Linked DNA regions of Mus musculus: region 2 is linked to region 1. A link is a contact called in public promoter capture Hi-C data. All regions are on one chromosome and are shown on one strand. The core of a region is the stretch at or near the end of the contact, and the rest is flanking DNA. Distances in the headings are between cores, read along the strand shown. Region 1 holds the start of Ido1 (indoleamine 2,3-dioxygenase 1). Region 2 holds the start of Adam5 (a disintegrin and metallopeptidase domain 5).

Evidence for each region. Promoter capture Hi-C pulls out the DNA fragments that hold promoters and counts their contacts.
Region 2: a promoter capture Hi-C map of cranial neural crest shows a contact between it and region 1. The contact joins the promoter of Adam5 here to the promoter of Ido1 in region 1. A contact is called at or near these places in 8 of 39 promoter capture datasets (the 3T3-L1 cell line, 3T3-L1-derived adipocytes, cranial neural crest and 5 more) and 1 of 9 other capture datasets (adipose tissue).

What each region holds. Positions count from the first base shown.
Region 1 is chr8:24,595,333-24,598,827 of GRCm38.p6, forward strand. Ido1 (indoleamine 2,3-dioxygenase 1) reads right to left here and starts at 1,620. Exons shown (of 10, transcript NM_008324.2): 1 at 1,509-1,620. The coding sequence starts at 1,607. Gm51565 (a long non-coding RNA gene) reads left to right here and starts at 279. Exons shown (of 2, transcript XR_003947523.1): 1 at 279-688; 2 at 1,311-2,112.
Region 2 is chr8:24,822,807-24,825,826 of GRCm38.p6, forward strand. It overlaps Adam5 (a disintegrin and metallopeptidase domain 5), which reads right to left and starts at 1,563. Exons shown (of 21, transcript NM_007401.3): 1 at 1,134-1,563. The coding sequence starts at 1,188.

The sequences.
Region 1 (3,495 bases), core at 370-2,869:
GTCGTGACCCCTTTGAGGCTGCATTCTTTTTGGGACTACCTAAGACCATCGGAAAACACAGATACTTACATTACAATTCAAAACAGTAGCAAAATTACAGTTGTGACGTAGCAACGAAAATAATTTTACCGTCCGGGGTCATCACAACATGAGGAACTTTAGAAAAGGTTTCAGCATTAAGAAGGTTGAGAACTGCAGCGCTAAACCCTGAGGTGGTCAGTTCCACATTCGTGACCGGATACACGAAAACCTCAAAACCAGGCACGCCAGGGCACCCAAAGATGCAGGCGCCAGGACACTTGTAGCAAGGATATCAGGCTTGGTGCCCAAAGACGGGAGAGCCTGAGGCTGCATGCTAAACTGTAGTCCCGCCCCAAGCAGCAAGCCACTGGATTGGATGGGAGCTGCGCAGGATGCTCCTCGTGAGCACTGCGGGGTGCATGCTTCAGATCGCTCCCGGCTGGGCGAGCTGATACAGGCTCGCTGCTACCCTTAATTCTGCAGTGTACCCGTGCCTCGCCTTCCCGGGAACTGCCTTGGTTTTCCATATCTGATCCCAGTCTCTAGCCCACTGCCCCTAGATCTGTGCCTTCCTGGCTCCATGGCTCTTTGCGTCTGGGTCCTAGAGTCACCCGAGCTCAAAACGTGCGACTGACTACTTACTCTGTTCGGGTCTTAGTGAGACTAGGTGAGCATGGGGCACCTCTAAACGAGTATTTTGCTTCTTTGCTATTTTCCGTAAGTGTTGATAATGAAGATGTGAATGATAAATTGGTATGCGTGGCGTTTTTGCAGTCCAATTTAATGACATAATTTTTGTTTGTTCAGTGCGTTCTCAGCTTTTGTTTTATTTAAGACTGTCTGGCCTTGAATTTGAGGCTATGCCCCTGCCTCTGACTCCTGGGTGATGGAACTATAGTTGTTTCCCACTGTACCTGGTTGAGACACGAGGCATTTCCCCCACATGCACCGCACTTGGATTCCAAAACTTGCACAAAAGCACAATCAAGGTTGTTCATACCTTCCTTTGGATTATGCTTGGCAAACCACAAGCATTATTAGTATGAAACAAAAGTTGCTTGATCTATCATCTCATATACTGAAATCAGTGAGGAGCACAGATCGATCCATTTGATAAGGTTCAGAAGAGAAATGTTTCTATGGCTCTGGGCATTTGAATGTTGCTGTTTCAGGACACCGTGCTGGAAAAGTCATTGTGACAAACTGGCTTCCCTTCTATGAGCCCGTTTCCTTCACGAAACTAAAAAGACTTCTCATGTGCCCCTTCCCTCACCACTTCACATTTCCAGGTTAAGAAAGTAAGGGCTGGATTTTGAGGAAGAAGAAGAAGAAGAAACACTGAAGAGCAGCCAGGCTCCCTTTTTGTAAGTGGGCTCTGAATTTGACATCACTCATTCGCTTAAGAGAACCTGAGACAGAGCTGCTTACTTAGAAATTCATCTGTCGAGATAAATAATGAGGACAAAGCAGATTTTCACTTTTCTTACCAGTGGATGTGGTAGAGCAAAGCCCACATCTTCATCTATGTGGTGGTCTTCAAGGATCCTTCTAGAACCTTCTGTAGGAGATATTTTACTGAGTGCCATTGCTGTCTACTCCACTGACCCCCCACTTGGCCACTGAAGGAATGTCCCAGCATCTCTTATAGGGTTTAGCCAAACCCCACAGCTGACACGTAATACTCGGGGAGAAGTGGCTTCCACCTGGGACAGTTTCATTTTCTGTTTTATGTATTTGCAATTTGATAAACAACCAAACCACAAAGGATCTCTCTTCGTCATATGAAGAAACTAAACATTTGTGTTTCTTATCAGATTTATCCCATAAGGACATCAACTGTTGGCTCTGATGGCCTCAGCTTCCCAGTGCCAATTATGGTGACCGAGTGCACACTCAGGCCTCGGCCCTGGAAACCACCCCATCAGTGGTTTGGGTGGCCACCTGTTACCCCAGCAGGAGGATTGGGTGTTCAAGCCACAAAGTGCCCAACTCACATGACAAGAACCATGAGGACAGGTGACCAGGAGAATGCATTTTGCTTTAGAAAACGTTCAGAGTTTGGGTTTAAAATAAAGACAGCCGAACTAGCAATAGCTGTCCGTTATTGGCTTTCACACGAGGGAACTTATGTCCTGTTTTAAATGTCAGTGTTTTGTCTCTCCAGCTCTGAAACACAACCTGGGACACACAGGAGAGTCAGCCTCAGAAGTAGCACAGAGGGGGATCATCACCAGACCCTTCCCCCTAGTTTTCTTCCCTAGGTTCTTGTCTGTGCTAAGGCTAATGGAGGGTTCACTTCTTCACATGATTTGTAAGCCATATCTTGGAAGGTGGTCCACCTTTCCTACTCTATCTGGCTGCCAGGGACCGACTCCTGACAAGCTCTCAGCCCTGCCCACCTGGAGATTCTCTAATGTGTTCAAAAGTAAAGAGCAGCGTCAAATAACTAAAAACATTCCTTGCAATACAAAATTGAGACTCTGGTAAAGGTGTACAGAGAACTCCTAAGTTTATGTCCACTTTGATGAAATGGATTTTGGGTTTGTTGTTGTTTTGTTTTGTATGGGTTTTTAATTAATTAATTAATTAATTAATTAATTTTAAGAAAGTGCCTCGCCAATTTGTAAAACACATGAAACTGAAGAAGAACGAAGACCAAAGTGTGGACACTTTGCCCCTTCTTAGAATTGGAAACAATCACCCATAAAAGGAGTTACAGAGACAAAGTTTGGAGGTGAGACAAAAGGATGGACCATCTAGAGACTGCCATATCCAGGGATCCATCCCATAATTAGTCTCCAAACGATGACACCATTGCATACACTAGCAAGCATTTGCTGAAAGGACCCTGATATAGCTGTCTCTTGTGAGACTAGGCCGGGGCCTAGCAAACACATAAGTGGATGCTCACAGTCAGCTATTGGATGGATCACAGGGCTCCCAATGGATGAGCTAGAGAAAGTATCCAAGGAGCTAAAGAGATCTGCAACCCTGTAGGTGCAACAACATTATGAACTAACCAGTACCCCGGAGCTCTTGACTTTAGCTGCATATGTATCAAAAGATGGCCTAGTCAGCCATCACTGGAAAGAGAGGCCCATTGGACAGGCAAACTTTATATGCCCCAGTACAGGGGAACGCCAGGGCCAAAAAGTGGTAATGGGTGGGTAGGGGAGTGGGGGGGAGGGTGTGGGGGACTGTTGGGATAGCATTGGAAATGTAATTGAGGAAAATACGTAATAAAATATATATATTTTTATATATATATAAAAGAAAGTGTCTCGCTCTGTAGAGCCATGACTTGTTCTTGTGAAATACCGAACCAAACCAGAAACCACATCATCCCTTTTGATGACCAGAAAGGGTTAAAAAAATCGTATAGCACATTAAAAGACAATGTGCAGGCTTATCAAACAGACCATTAGCTCTTGAAGCAAATTAATGAACCATGGCTCTGGAACAGGTCTAGAGCAG
Region 2 (3,020 bases), core at 313-2,812, 230 kb after region 1:
TGAAGACCAAAGTGTGGACACTTTGCCCCTTCTTAGAATTGGGAACAAATCACCCATGGACAAAGACAAAGTTTGGAGCTGAGATGAAAGGATGGACCATCTAGAGACTTCCATACCCGGGGATCCATCCCATAATCAGCCTCTAAATGCTGACACCATTGCATACACCAGCAAGGTTTTGCTGAAAGGACCCTGATATAGCTGTCTCTTGTGAGGCTATGCCAGGGCCTGGCAAACACAGAAGTGGATGCTCACAGTCAGCTATTGGATGAAACACAGGGCCCCTAATGGAGGAGCTAGAGAAAGTACCCAAGGAGCTAAAGTGGTCTGGAACCCTATAGGTGGAACAACAATATGAACTAACCAGTACCCCTCTAGCTGCATATGTATCAAAAGATGGCCTAGTCAGCCATCATTGGGAAGAGATTCCCCTTGATCTTGCAAGCTTTATAAGCCTCAATATGGGGGAACGACAGGGCCAAGAAGTGAGAGTGGGTGGGTAGGGGAGTGGGGTAGGGGGGAGAGTCTGGGGGACCTTTGAGATAGCATTTAAAATGTAAATGAAGAAAATATCTAATTAAAAAAAAGAATAGTATTTATTCACTGTTTTTAAAGTCATTTTTCTGTAGTTCTACAATATGTGAAATTATAAGCAATGCAAACAAGAGCAAGACTTCAATTTAAAAAAAGAAGAAGTTGAGTGGGTAGGGCGGTATTGAGGATCTGAGGGAGGGGAAAGAATATGAAAAAAAATAATAATTAAAAATTTTAAAAGAAATTAGTCGAGAAAGACTCTAGAGGGCAGCAGTTGCCAAGCCAGGAATTTAAACGGAAAACAAAGCAAAACAAAAAAACAAAAACCAAAACAAACAAAAAAGTCAGTTTCTTTGTAGTGATGAATTGAGTCAAGACTACCATTTACATACATGGTAACAGAATTGGGAGCCCGGATACCATTCGTTGTTATCTAAGTTACAGATAAGAAAGCATTCCCACTCCGGGAATGCTTTGCAGCCAAAAGGGAGCAAAAGGAAAGCAAAGCTAATTCAGTGAGCAGGGGGCTGCAGACTTCGCCTCTGCCCCTCAAAAGCCAGAAGCTAGAAGCCTGTAGCAGCTTTGATCTCTGTACTCACTCTGGCCTGCCTGCAGCCCTTTAAGATGCAAAAAGAGCAAAAGAAGGAGGAACATGGCTCCCTTGGTGGTCTTGGAGCTTTGCTGCGGAGCAACAGGCTGGGCGGGGCGGGCGTTGTGTCCAGTAACGGAAGCTCTGGGCCCTGAACCTGCAGGGTTGTCGCTAGGGAAACCAGAGCAGAAAGGGCTGGAGAACGAGATAGATGCATAGATTCAGGTACCAACCATCCTGCTAACTGTAAAAAGGAAGGTGGATGCCTGCAGGTTTACTCTTCAGGCTAGGAAGAGCTGGTAAGGATTTTCTTTGTATCATTTATCATGTCTTTTAAAAAAAATTTACACATCACTGAGGAAAAGATATCCGAAAATATTCAGGTTACTGACGGCAGCCACGCATCTTCCAGGATACTTCGGCGTACTGTCCCCAGAATTGAGAACAATAAAATGTTGCTAACATGGCTGATCGTTTTTCATAGCTGCATACACGACACCCCCTAAAACACTCGTTGGTCAAGCACAGACTTTCAAAACATTTTCTGCGAGATCATATTGTCACCCTCTAATTCTGCAGCCCTGCGTTTCTCCTTGTATTGGTCTTTTAAAGGTGTGGATATATAAGCTGAAGTAATTACAAGAGCCAGGAAAACGGAAAACAGCCATGGAGAGAGGAGGGGAGGAGCCCCAGAGAGCGGGATGGTGGGACATAGTTGCTATGAGAGGGTGAGGCAAGAAACTTAACTGAGAAAAGGAGGCAAAAGGAAAGATAAATAACATTAAGAATATTTTCAAAAATCTCTTTCTGATTTAAGGCTTTATTATTTTTTGGTGGCCCATTAAAGGTGTAGTAGAGCAGAAAATAGAGAACTCAAGACAGAACTTAAGTTCCATAGAGGTTCAAAGGAGAAAGAAATGGCAGTAAGAGTTCCAGAATGGAAAACATACACTTTAATTGGAAATTATCGCTACAGTATTTTGAATATATTGATTAGGATATTGAAAGTGGACTGGCCAGGGTTCTGATAGTGGAAGAAACACCCTAACAATCAACTTAAAAAGAGAAAAGGTCTCTGTCTCTCTCTGTCTCTCTCTCTCTCTCTCTCTCTCTCTCTCTCTCTCTCTCTCTCTCTCTCTCTGGTTTCTCTCTCTGGTTTCTCTCTCTGGTTTCTCTCTCTCTGGTTTCTCTCTCTCTGGTTTCTCTCTCTCTGGTTTCTCTCCCTGGTTTCTCTCTCTCTGGTTTCTCTCTCTCTGGTTTCTCTCTCTCTGGTTTCTCTCTCTCTGGTTTCTCTCTCTCTGGTCTCTCTCTCTCTCTGGTCTCTCTCTCTCTCTCTCTCTCTCTCTCTCTCTCTCTCTCTCTCTCTCTCGTTTTGGAGATTCTCTCCTATGGAGGCTTGCAGTGTTGTTTTGGGCCACCATGGTAGAAAGTTAGTGGGAGCAGGAAGCAGAGGGAAAGGCAGGGCAGTGTTAGAGTTTCATCATCTCCTTTAAGAGTATGGCTCAATGGTCTCAGTCTTTCCATGAGTTGTGCAGTCTGGGCACTAATATTTATCTCATGAACGTAGCGGACGCTCATGCAATCTGAAGTAGGGAGGAGGGTGGAGTAGAACTTACTCTATGTGTTACCCTGTAGCCCTTTCACGAGCTTGAAGTTCCTTTCTCCTCTATTGTCTTTTGCACTTAGCAGCTCAACCTGGACCACATGTTAATATACAAAATAAAGTAATGAGCTATTGATGTGTCATAGGAAAAAGAAAAAGAATATTTTTAAAGCTACAGGAGACATTTTATATACTAACTTAAAAATACATATCATATATGCATATTTAGATTTTTTTCTATTTTTAGTGGAGTTATATCACAGTGAGTGATAATGCTTTCCTCAAGAGATACAG